Linked DNA regions of Ovis aries: region 1 is linked to region 2. The links are chromatin contacts, called in public Hi-C maps. All regions are on one chromosome and are shown on one strand. The core of a region is the stretch at or near the end of the contact, and the rest is flanking DNA. Distances in the headings are between cores, read along the strand shown.

Region 1 (5,996 bases), core at 2,361-4,860, 160 kb before region 2:
GTAGCCTTTCCCTTCTCCAAGGGATCTTCCCAACCCAGAGATTGAACCCAGGTCTCCCACATTGCAGGCGGATTCTTTACCAGCTGTGCCACCAGGGAAGCCCAAGAATACTGGAGTGGGTTTTCAAAAGAAAAACAACCTATTTTAAAAAGTGAGCAGAGGACTTGAATAGACATTTCTCCAAAAAAAAAAAACAAAAACAAAAATGAGCAATAAACACATGAAAAGATGTTTGACATCGTTAGTCATCAGTTCAGTTCAGTTCAGTCACTCAGTCGTGTCCGACTCTTTGCGACCCCATGAACTGCAGCATGCCAGGCCTCCCTGTCCATCACCAACTCCTGGAGTTCACTCAGACTCACGTCCATCGAGTCAGTGATGCCATCCAGCCATCTCATCCTCTGTCGTCCCCTTCTCCTCCTGCCCCCAATCCCTCCCAGCATCAGAGTCTTTTCCAATGAGTCAACTCTTCGCATGAAGTGGCCAGAGTACTGGAGTTTCAGCTTTAGCATCACTCCTTCCAAAGAACACCCAGGACTGATCTCCTTTAGAATGGATTGGTTGGATCTCCTTGCAGTCCAAGGGACTCTCAAGAGTCTTCTCCAACACCACAGTTCAAAAGCATCAATTCTTCTGTGCTCAGCTTTCTTCACAGTCCAACTCTCACATCCATACATGACTACTGGAAAAACCATAGCCTTGACTAGACGGACCTTTGTTGACAAAGTAATGTCTCTGCTTTTCAATATGCTATCTAGGTTGGTCATAACTTTCCTTCCAAGGAGTGAAGTGCAAATCAAAAATCACTTCAAACCCATTAGGATGTCTAGAATCAAAAAATTATTAAACATTGGTAAAGATGGGAAAAAACTGGAACCTTTATACATTGCTGGTGTGAAAGTAAAATGGTACAACAGCTTCAAAAAGCACTGTCAGTTCCTCAAATGATTAAACATAGAGTTAACCATATGACCCAGCAATTTAATTCCTAAGTATATGCCCCAAAGAAATGAAACATATGTCCAAACAAAAACTTGTATATACATTTTTATAGCAGCATTTTTTCTAATAGCTGAAAGGTAGAAACAACACTAACATCCATCAACAGATGAATGGTTGAAAGTATACAATGGAATATTTGTTTTAAAAGAAGTACTGTTACATTCTATACAATGGGTGAATTTTGGAATCATTGCTAAGTGAAATAAGCCAGTCACAAAAGGCCACATACTATATGATTCCATTCATATGAAAGTCTAGAATAGAGAAATCTATAGGGATAAAACAGATTAGTGGTTTCTTAGAGTTGGAGGGGGATGGGAGATGGGGGTGGGAGGTGATACCTAAAGGAAACTGGGTTCTTGTGGGTTTTTTTAGGCGATGAAAATTATTGAAAATTGACTGTTGTTATGTTTGCATATATCTGTGAATGTACCCAAAGCCATTCAATTGAACACTTTAAATGAGTGAAATTGTATGGTATGTGAATTTCATTTCAATAAAGCTGTGTTTTAAAAAGTGCCATTGGCTGTCAGGTGTGTCAGTCTAAAACTTGAAGGAGAAGTCCGGTTTGGAAATAAATACATGGGAATCATCATTATGTGGATAGTAGTTTGAAGTGAAGTGAAGTAAAAGTTGCTCAGTCATGTCGATTGTTCAGTTGTGTCCAACTCTTTGCAACCCCATGGACTGTACAGTTCATGGAATTCTCCAGGCCAGAATCATGGAGTGGGTAGCCTTTCCCTTCTCCAGGGGATCTTCCCAACCCAGAGCTTAAAACCAGTTCTCTCGCATTGCAGGCAGATTGTTTACCAGCTGAGCCACAAGGGAAGCCCAAGAACACTGCAATGGGTAGCCTATCCCTTCTCCAGCGAATCTTCCTGACTCAGGAATTGATCTGGGATCTCCTGCATTGCAGGCGGATTCTCTACCAACTGAGCTATAAAGGAAGCCCTCATCTCTATTAAATGTCACCTCAGCAGAGGTGCCTTCCCTAACCACATATGTAAAAGAGCACACCTACTTAGGTAACCCACTTTTACCTTGCTTTATTTTTCTTTACATTTAATATTTAATATTGTCTGCATGGCCCTCTTTTCCCCCTACACTCCCAACCCTGCACTAGTAAGTTCCACGAATGTTGGAATCTTGGTTTGTTTTATTCACTCCTGCAGCCTCAGTACCTTACCTCAGTAAGAAGAGGCCTTACATGTAGCAGGAATTGAACAGTTGTTGATGGAGTGAATGAAAGAATGAATAGAATGTTAAGGCATTAGATAGTTAACTTTGTGTTCTAAGTCCTCTTAGGTAATGGGGTTATGAAGATGAAAAAGACATAGCCATTACCCTTATAGAGCTTATATTCTAGTAGTATAGATTACAAATATATAATTAGAGGTTAAATAGTATATGTAAAAAACGGTATAAAATGCAGAGTGAAAAGACAGAGGATGATGATAGTGTAGGATACTATTATAGCTGGAATGGTTGAGTTGTCTCTCTGAGGAAGGAGTATTTGGGTAGAGATCTGATTAAGTGGACAGAACAAGTCTAGTAAAGATCGGGTAGGTGAACATTCCAAGAAGAGGGAACAAGTGCAAAAGCCCTGGGGCTCTTCATACTTTGGTCAAGAGTGACAACAAGAAGGCCAAAGGGCTAGAGCAGGGTTAAAGCTAAGTAGTATGGGAGAAGATGAAATCAGAGAAATAGGTGCAGTATCATGTAGGGCTTTCCTTGGAGGTCCTTTTGAGCATTTTTATTTTTATTGTGTGATGGGAAGCTTTTGAGCGAGTGCTCTGGGCTTACATTTTAAAAGGTCAGTCTGACTGCCTTTATTTAACTAGTAGGGCAATAATGGAAGTAGACAAACCAGCTTGGCATCTGTTGCAAAAGTCCACGTATTATAATAATGACTTATAATAGGAATGTAGCGGTAGAAGAGATGACAAGGAGCCTTGCACCCTGGGCCTTCTGGTCACCCTCGCCCCACCCCTCACCCCCGGCCTGGCAGCTGGGTGTAACCTTTTCACGGATCTTCTGCACGCTTCCTTCAGGTGTCAGAAGTAGGCAGAGTGAATACCTCCAGTCCCATTCTTGGGAGTCTTCAACGCACTACCCTGCTTCAGAGAGCCTCTTGAATAGCTTAGCTGCACCTCAGGCTTCTTAAAAGATAGAGGCTCCCAGGGGTAAATAGCTCTCAGAGGTATAGAAACCACTTAACAAGGTCCTCAAAGGAAATGGGGTTTCAGAAGAAATCTAGAGACAGCTGCTTGTTCCAAGTATTCAAAAACGGGGGAAAATGGAGGTTCAGAAGGTTGCCTGCCAGCCTGTTAGAAATGAAGTTGATCTCCAACACAATTCTGGGAGGCCGTCTATCTTTTGAGTATCACAAGGAAAGTGAACCCCAGTAAAACTACGAAAAGCAACTTTCCCTTCGCAGTAATGCGCACGCGCCCCTCGCTCCGTTTTCCGTTGACTTTAAGCCCCGCCCCCTATGCGTCCTTCGAGGAGGGTTGGGAGCCGAGAGCTCGCGCGACCACTCTTCCCTCAGCCTTCTCCAGCACAGCGTCGCAAAGGGGCCGGAAAGCGTGGCGGCGCAGGCGCAAGCGCAGAGAGCGGAGGCGGTGGTGGTGGCGGCCGCTGGCCAGTGTAAGATGGCGGCGGCGTTGGTGGCGGCAGTGGACGGGGCGGCTGGGCCCGGAACAGTTGGAGCAGCCGCTGGCAGAAGGATGACCCAAGACGGGAAGCGGGCTGCTGAGCCTCGCCGGCTCCCGTGCTTGTAACTGCCCCAGCCGGACATCCCCCCCCCCCTTGACCTACCCGGTCCGTGTCTCGTTCCGGCTTGGCCTGACCCCTTCTCCCCTGGCCCAGACCCCTCCAGGATGGGTTTGACTCCTTTCCCAAGCTCCCAGGGCTCAGGTCTTCTCCCCATGACCCGAGTCACCGCTGGGAGGACTGGCTGCCCTTCCCTCAGGTCAGCCCCAGGGTTGCCCCTAGGAGCCTGCCCCACAATCTGCAGGACCTCTTGCTTCATCGGGTGACCCATTTGTGTGCGCTCCCCCCCCCCACCTTTAGGTTGAGGGACGCGGCGCCCCTCGAGTTCTCCCGTAACCTCGGGGCCACCGCGCAGTGTGCCCCCCTCCCCCATCTCGAGTTCTCGGGCCCAGCACCTTGTACGGAAGGCCGAGGTTCAAGAACCCGGGAGTCAGTTGTTGCCGTCTTTTCCTGTCCGCTTTGTAATGTAATTCTCGTAGTCTGCCTCCCTTCACCCCTAAATCTTTGAGGACACCCTAGAACGGTGCCGTTTGTCCCTGTTAGTTGGAAAGCATCTGGTGGTTTGAATTTCTGACTCATGCGATTGCTGCTGGAGTCTGTAAACAAACCGGCACCAGCGCGATCACGCTCTCTGCGGGATTTCCCCCCTGCCCTGTGGCTGCTTGTTGAGAGGTTTGCTTATGGGTTAGCTTTGAAAAGATTCAGCTTTTACTTTCCAATGAGTTTTACATTTTAGCAGAACTGGGAGATGACTTGCCTGGTTCATTTCATTTCTGTAACAATGTTTGAAAGTTACTTCTTTAGTAACAGATAAATTTCTGTGGTTCTAAATAGTTCGAGGAGGTCTGAAAAATACTAGCATGTATTAATACTTTTTTTTATTATGTTACAATTTTTTTATTATGTTTAGTAGAAGAGACACCTTTGCCATTTAAACTTTAACTTTTCTCAGTCCTTCAGTGAATCTGCAGACCTATTTTCTCAGGAGCTCAGCCTGACCCTACTTCAGTGATAAAGGAGGAAAGGTGAGTAGGAGTTGAAGGCTATTAAATTCGAGTTCAAGACATACCCTACCCTGGTGCTCAAGTGTTGACCACTAAAGTCATAAAATTCCTGCCACTGTTTCCAGAGAGTTGGGGTATTGTTCTTGGCTTTGTTCCACCTCTGGTAAAATTACTTTTGCAAGTTTAATTGACTCTAGGCTTCTTGACTTTCTATCCTAAATGGTTGCTGCATATCTTCACATGACTCCAGTTAAGCCTAGAAGTGAATGTATCTTCATTTGCCTCCCTGTTTTGCCTTTGTGCAGATCGTATTTCTTACACTGTTAAAAGCTGGGAATTAGTTTGCCAGAGTTCTCTTTAGCCCTTTGTCAAATCAGTTCTCTTTGCCTCTTAGGGCTTTGGATTGTCATTTCTTGCTATTTAGGGGAACATTTAGCCACTTTTAACTAAAAGCTAGTGAATCCTGAGTGATACTGCCTTTTGTTGGTGTCTGAGTTCATCCACCTTAGAATTCTGCTTTTCAGGACTTCATGGTAAATTTTGAGTGGAAAAAAGACCCCACAAAACACTGGTGCTCTTTTATATCTGGTCTGAGGAGTTCTTATTTAGCAGAGGAATCATCCTATGCATTCAGCAGCATGGGCCAGTGCCACAGAGGGAGTTAGGACATACTACTGGCAAATGTAATTTTTGTAAAGATTTTGGATTCCTGGTAGCAGAGAATAGTACTATGGTTGAGTTTCATGGGATGTGATGGAAGAGCTGAGTGGCTCTGGAAGGTAGACCTGGCTGATTCTTAATATGTTTATGATTTGTAGTAGGAAGAGGTTGAGTGTGACACTGGTGAGTTTTATTCCACTTGGTGTTCTGTGTAGAAATGGCTTATTAGGAGCTGAAATAAGGTAATTGGCAGGATGTGTGTGTATCAATCAGATAAAAATACAGTCTTTAGAACTTGATAGGTCTGGGTTTAAATATTGTACTAAGATTTATTAGCCATGTGACCTTGGGCAAGTCCTTAAACTTTTCTGAGTCTTTTCTTAATGTCCACATCTCTGTGAGTGGGATAATACAGCTTATGTCCTAGAGTCATTGTCGGTATTGTGTGAGGAAACTCATATAAAGGTCTTATATTATGCCTAGCACAAGATAGACACTGAAAAATTTTTCTTTATACATCATTGATATAGCTTTAAATAAGTTGTACGTTAGTGTCCT
Region 2 (6,199 bases), core at 1,876-4,375:
TCTTGTCTGATTGCTGTAACAAAATAAACCCCCTTTTTTTGCAGCCTTTAGTGATGAAATCTACAGAACAGAATGGTTTCTCCCTAAATATCCCCCAAACACACTGACGCTGGGCTCTGAAAGACCAATTGACAGATTCCAGTTAGTGGCACTATTAATAAGTTTATGTGCACCACCTGCCTTTAGCTTTGTCTGTGGTAAATGAAACTCTCAATGAGTCTGTGAATATTTGCACAGCTGGCAAATGAGAGGCCAGAGTTTATGGGGATATTTAATCACCCCTCTTAATATCTATAATAAATCTGAAGCTTCCTCCTGATTTTCCCCATTAAACTTTCATAAGCATCTCAAGTGGAAGCTATGTGGCCCATACATGACTCTGGGCCCACCTCCTTAGCAAGAGCCTGTCCCTCTTGGGTCAAAATGCCATTGAGCATATGAATATAAATCTCTCCCTAATGTTAAGAGAGCTAGCTGATTCTGCAACCTAACAATGATCACTTGAATTCCTGGCTAAAGTAGTTGTAGACAATCAATAGCCTTGACTCCAAACAAGGTGGCATTAGCAGACACCACCTGTTGCCCATGGATAAATGCCTCCGGAGAAGGAGAAACTCAACTATACAAGATTGGGAAGAAGTATACTTGCTATTTGTCAGTTGACTACTTTAGGGTCATGATTTAAAAGCATCATACAAACAAAGCCACTTTCAATTTTGCTTTGTATAATTTAAAAATTTTGCAACTGTTTCCTGTCCAACCTCTGCAGAAAACAAAGCACCTAATAGAATGTTGACTCAATGAGACACTTTCAGGGAAATATTTTGATCAAAAGGGGAAAATGTGAAAATGAACAAAGGACACCTAAGTCCAAATGGAGTCAGGAAGCCATGAAGAGACGGCTCTTACGCACATAACTATAGCTTACAGATCCCACCCAAACAGGAGAAATGGTTTCCTTCTGACTCAGCAATGACAAGCTGTTCACCGCTTACAGAAAATGAAAAAGAAATCTGCCCTCTCGTTTCCTCCTTAAGATGAAAGCTTTTGCTTATGAAAGCTGAGCTTCTCTTTTCTCCAACATGCCTATGGTTCAGCATAGTTTGTGTCTCTTGAATTGTAATTCCTCTGCTATTCCTGGATAAACTCATTTTTGTAGCTTAAGACCTTGTTATCTTTAAGATCAACACGTCCCATAAATTGCATCTGTGATGATAATGATGTTTGGCAACATCTCTCATCTCTCAAGCATCAGAAACGCGTCATGTCCACTCCACTCCCAAATAAAGGGAGTGTGGCTTTTCTCCAAAAGCTTCCCGACACATTTCAGTTTTCACATAATTCAGCCTGGCCTGTGGATGCATTTAGATAAAATGAGTCTGGAGACCTCAGGCTGTAGATATGATAAAGTGTGAAGGAAAAGGCACCCTGCTGCCCTATTCTTGGGGCAGAACTGGAAGTATTGAGAGGGAGGGCTGGACCTCTGGTTCCCGCAATGGTCCCCAGGATTCTGTCTCAGAATTTCTCCAGTCTCTCTAGGGTTCCTAATGTGGCTTCAGCTGAGCACCTCCTCTGATCTAGACTCTATGCCAGACTCTGAGAAGACAAAATCAAGGAAGGTTGTCTGGCCTGTGCCACTTCCTCTTTCTGGGCCTCCATTTCCTCCTCTGTAAAAGGGAGTAAGGAGTGAAAGGAAGGGTTGGGGGCAATGAGTGGGAACAGATGAAATTCTGAGGATGAAGGCGCTAGATGAGCTTTGGGGTCACCCCCCCATGGACGGCCACTCTGACAGCCTTAGCTTAGCAGGCCTGGTTGTCCCTTTTCCTGGTCTGGCCCCACCCTGGTCTTTCACTGGAACTAGAGACTCCTTCACCTAAACCCCAGGATCACCCCCTCTTTAGGTCTGAACTAAATCTCTTAGCAAACGTTTGTAATAATTTACCCCTCCCCCATCTCCTATTTCGGAGAAGGCAATGGCACCCCACTCCGGTACTTTTGCCTGGAAAATCCCATGGACAGAGGAGCCTGGTAGGCTGCAGTCCACGGGGTTTGCTAAGAGTCGGACACGACTGAGCGACTTCACTTTCACTTTTCACTTTCATCCATTGGAGAAGGAAATGGAAACCCACTCCAGTGTTCTTGCCTGCAAAATCACAGGGACGGGGGAGCCTGGTGGGCTGCCGTCCATGGGGTCGCAGAGTCGGACACGACTGAAGCGACTTAGCAGCAGCAGCAGCATCTCCTATGTAGTGTATTCTGTGCCAGACACCTTCTGTACATTATCTCAATTGTCACAAAAATCCTTTGGGGTGGATGTCATTCATTTCAATTTGCCAACAAGAAAAGTGGAAGGATGTTAAGCTACTTGACCAGGATTGCCAGCCAGGAAGCGACGGCACCCAGACGGCCCAGCCTCCTAACTCTCTTCCTCTTGTTCTGCCCCGAGGGGGTGGCAAACAGGTCTTCAGTGACCCTGTGGAGCCGGGTAAAGCCCTTCAGCTCAGGTCCTCCTAGTTCCGCTACGTTTAGATCCGCCCTTTCCCGTTTCAGCAGGATTTGCGGCGAGGCCTAGAGGTCCAGAGTAAATAGCCAGGTTCTAAATACGAAGGCACAGTCACTTCGCCCGTCCCAGGGCCCTAGCATCTAACTCTCGGAGAAAAACAAGACTGTGCAGGGCACCTGTGCACTCTGCGGAGCTTGTGGGGACTTGGCCAAGCTCCTGTGCCTCCAGCCCGCGGACCGGGGTCGGGGCGGAGCCAGGGCTGAGGGGGGCGGGCCTGGGCCGGGGTCTGGGCGGAGCCGAGTACCCGAGCCGCACCCGGGCTGGGCCTAGGCTGAGGTCGGGGCGGAGACTGGGGCAGGCAGAGCCGGGGCCGAGGTCCAGGACCCTGTCGGGACAAACCCGGGGACCTGAGCGGGGCCAGGGTCGGAAGGGGTTGGGGCGGAGTTGGGGACCGGGGCGGGGCCAGACTGGGGCCAGCAGCCCAGGGCCGGGGCGGGGCCTGGGCAAGGCTGGGAGGCGTCGGGGCAACGCGGGGCGGGAACGGTCTTCCTAGTAGCCTAGGCGGGAGGGAAAGCAGTAGGAGGTGGCGAGGAGGAGGGGAGAGGGAGGAGGGAAGAGGGCGGGGACTTGGCAGCTCCCGCTTAGCTCAGCTCCGCTCCGCGCACCCACGCCTCGCAGCTCCGCTTCGTGACCCCCACCCGGGCATGCGCCCCCCGAACCCCTGGTCACCCAGAGCCCGCGCCGCCCCCCAGAGCCTTCCTAGAGCCGGCTGTGCAGGATGGGCGCCCTCGGTCCCAAGTTGCCGCCGCCGCCGCTGCTGCTGTTAATGCTGGGTAAGCCCGGCCCCCCGCCCCAGCTCCCAGCCCCGCCCGGCAGGTGCCTGCTATCTGTTCAGCCCTGTCGTCACCCCAGCATTTCGGAGCCCCTGGTAGCCCCTTCTCCCTCAGCGGCGCCTCCAGCCTTCCCGGGCCTGGCGTCCAGCTTCCCTCTGTGGCCGCCGGCCTAGCCAGTCTTGCGGGGGTGATGAGGCTCCCCAGTTCTAGGCCCTAGGCTGGGACACAGTTTGGACCTACCAAAGTGCGGTCCCCAGGGACCGCCAGGCCTCCGGGGGCCGGGTCCTGCTTCCCTGCTGGCACACTCAGGTCCGGGGGGCGCTGCGACTCCTGTCTGCCTCACACTCAGCTTCAGGCCCGGCCTTAGGTACTCGCCCTGCGTGGGCAGTGCCTGGCCATCTTCATAATCGCCTGAGTTGGCTGGAGGCCCAGGGGCCCGTTCTGCCCACGATCTTTTGAAGTAAGTCTCCCCTAATTGCATCCCCCTCTCCAACTTCATTATCTGACGCGTCAGCCTCATCCTGGGTCGGGTCTCTCAGATAGCACTTGTCTCTGTAGCCTCCCACCAGCTGTCACACCCCCTTAGTCCCAGCCTCCGTGCCTCAGGAGAAACCAGGCTCCCTGGAGACTGATGCTGAGACCCCCAAGCACCCCGTGTCTGTTGTGGTGGGTGTTCACGGTGGGCTGTCTGAGCCACTGCTGCAAGGCTGCATGAGGGAGTGACAGTGGGAATGTTCTGGGTGTGGACTGGAGGGCTCCCTGTAGGGCTGGCCTGGGGAGGAGGATGGGACGGTGGCTGCCTACACAGACTCAGGAGACTGCAACCCTTGAAATCAGAACAGAGGGCGGCGAGGGGGTGGCTTTGGTGCCCGGATTCAGAGCTGCCATAGTTAAGGCAGAGGCTGACGTAGCCCTAGCCGCCTGTTTCTAGACCAGCGCTCCATCTCAGAGCCAAGCGGCCTCCCTGTACTGCATAGGTCCCGGGGCCCTGTGGGACTAGAATGAGTCCTCTCCTTGGGGCGCTAGGCGGGGCCATACAGAGCAGGGAGCTGTGGGCCCTGGTTACCTAGCACTGGGCCTCTTTTCCCCAGTGGGCAGCGTGGCGCGGAGAGGAGCCCAGGGTAAGTGTGGCGCAGAGAGATAAGAGAGTCTGTGGGATCTGAGTGTCCTGGATGCGGGCACTTACTGTTACTTTGAAGGTGAGGAAAATGAAATAACTTGCCCCAGAGAACACACTGAGTGAGTGTTGGGGCTTGCATTTGAACCCACACCAGAGACCCGAAGCAGGTCTCTATGCTCTCCTTTCCTTCTCTGCTAACCCACAGGAGGGGGCCTGGAGAGAGCTCCCTGGCAGCTGGTTTCCCAAGGCGGTGAGGGTGACTTTCCCATGGGGATCTCCAAGCATCAGCAGTTGTGGAGCCAGGAAGATGGGAGGGGGCCCTCCTGAGCAGAGTCTGCCCCTAGGCCAGCTCCGTCATGCTGATTATGAAATGCCCTGAGGCAGGGCCCTTCTGAGTCACAGGCTATCTCCCTGTCAAAGTGGAGAGCTCCTAGCTCTCCTCCAGTGTAGTGTGGATGGGGCTAGTCCACAGGGTACAGCTGGGATTGGGCATGGAGCTGGAACTCGGCTTCGGCTTCCAGACTCCCAGCCTGTGCTCTAACTGAGCAGCCACGAGGTCTCCCCATGACTCAGCCGCAGGGAGAAGACGGAGCTATGGGGAGGGCTTCTGGAGGACAGTCTGACTACAGACTAGGTGTTTTCCTCCCGCCCCTGCAGAAAGGTTAGGGTCTGTCCCTGGAGTGATGCTCTGCTTGGTGAGGCCATTGCCCTCAGGCCTCCCCTTGTGTGTTCCCATTGCCTCTGGCCAGCCAAGGATAGTAGGAACTTGGCCAAGACATTCTACTTCTCATACCTTACCTTTCTCATCTGTAAGATGGAGGTAGAGAGTTGACCCAGCCCTCCTTGTGTCCTGAGATTCTGTGATTTGGGGCTGTGGAAAGACAGAAGAAGAAGCTGAGCCGTCCAAGGCCACAGGGCTACCCTTTGAGGGCAGGCTAGGGGTGAGGGTGGGGTGAAGAAGAGTTTTGGCCTCTCTGAGTAGAGAAAGATGGGAGGGGACAACCGTGAGGGCGGGTTGGGGGCTGGGTGGTGGTCGTTACAGCCTCCCTACAGAAAGCGAGCCGTATGTAAATGAATGCACACTATATGCAAATTAAGGCTTTTGTTTAGGGGGTGGGGGGAGGATTGTGTGTCAGCTGGGCCTTCGGGGAAGGTTGGCAGGCACTGGTGGGGGAGGGGAGCCTCTGCCCCCAGAGCCCAGGGCAGAGGCTGGTTCTTGCCCCATGAGCCTCAGCTGCCTCGGCAGCCCCAGAGGGCGGAGAAGCAGTGAGCTCATGACACAGCTGGAGAGGGGGGAGGGATGCTGTGGTGAGAACTGACAGGGCCTGTACCCTCTCCTGCCCGGGCCAGTGGCTCCATTGTCTGGAGTCCCCTGGCCCAGGTGACACAGCTGGGCCAACCAGCCCTTCTGATCAAAGTTTTTCCAGCTCCTTTTAAATAAAGGAGGGGGACATGTGGTCTCAGGATCCCTTAGCTAGAAGGCTCACCTGGTCCGCAGACAGAAGAGTGGGGTAATAAGGGGAGGTGCAGCTGGAATCAAGCAATGGTTAAATCAGAAAGCAGATACACCCCTTCCTTCACTTAGCTGCTCTGCTTCTGGCCTGCCAGGAACAGGGATGATTCTGTGTTCTGAGGCTAACCGGCTCTCTCCCACCACCTCCTTGAGACCCAGGTGTCTTGCCTCCCAGCATCCTTTCCTGGTTCTCAGAACGGGGCCCAAGCTGTACACCGAGTGTCCTCGGG

The links. A called contact is a pair of places that touch in the nucleus more often than the background predicts.
Region 1: a contact with region 2 is called in a Hi-C map of liver, with 2.5 times the contacts expected there. The contact joins the promoter of DCAF8 here to the promoter of IGSF8 in region 2. A contact is called at or near these places in 3 of 16 Hi-C or Micro-C datasets (hypothalamus, liver and tail adipose tissue).

What each region holds. Positions count from the first base shown.
Region 1 is chr1:111,285,784-111,291,779 of ARS-UI_Ramb_v3.0, reverse strand. DCAF8 (DDB1 and CUL4 associated factor 8) reads left to right here and starts at 3,610. Exons shown (of 15, transcript XR_006061319.1): 1 at 3,610-3,822; 2 at 4,727-4,799.
Region 2 is chr1:111,128,070-111,134,268 of ARS-UI_Ramb_v3.0, reverse strand. It overlaps IGSF8 (immunoglobulin superfamily member 8), which reads left to right and starts at 3,125. Exons shown (of 7, transcript XM_027976987.2): 1 at 3,125-3,336. The coding sequence starts at 3,282.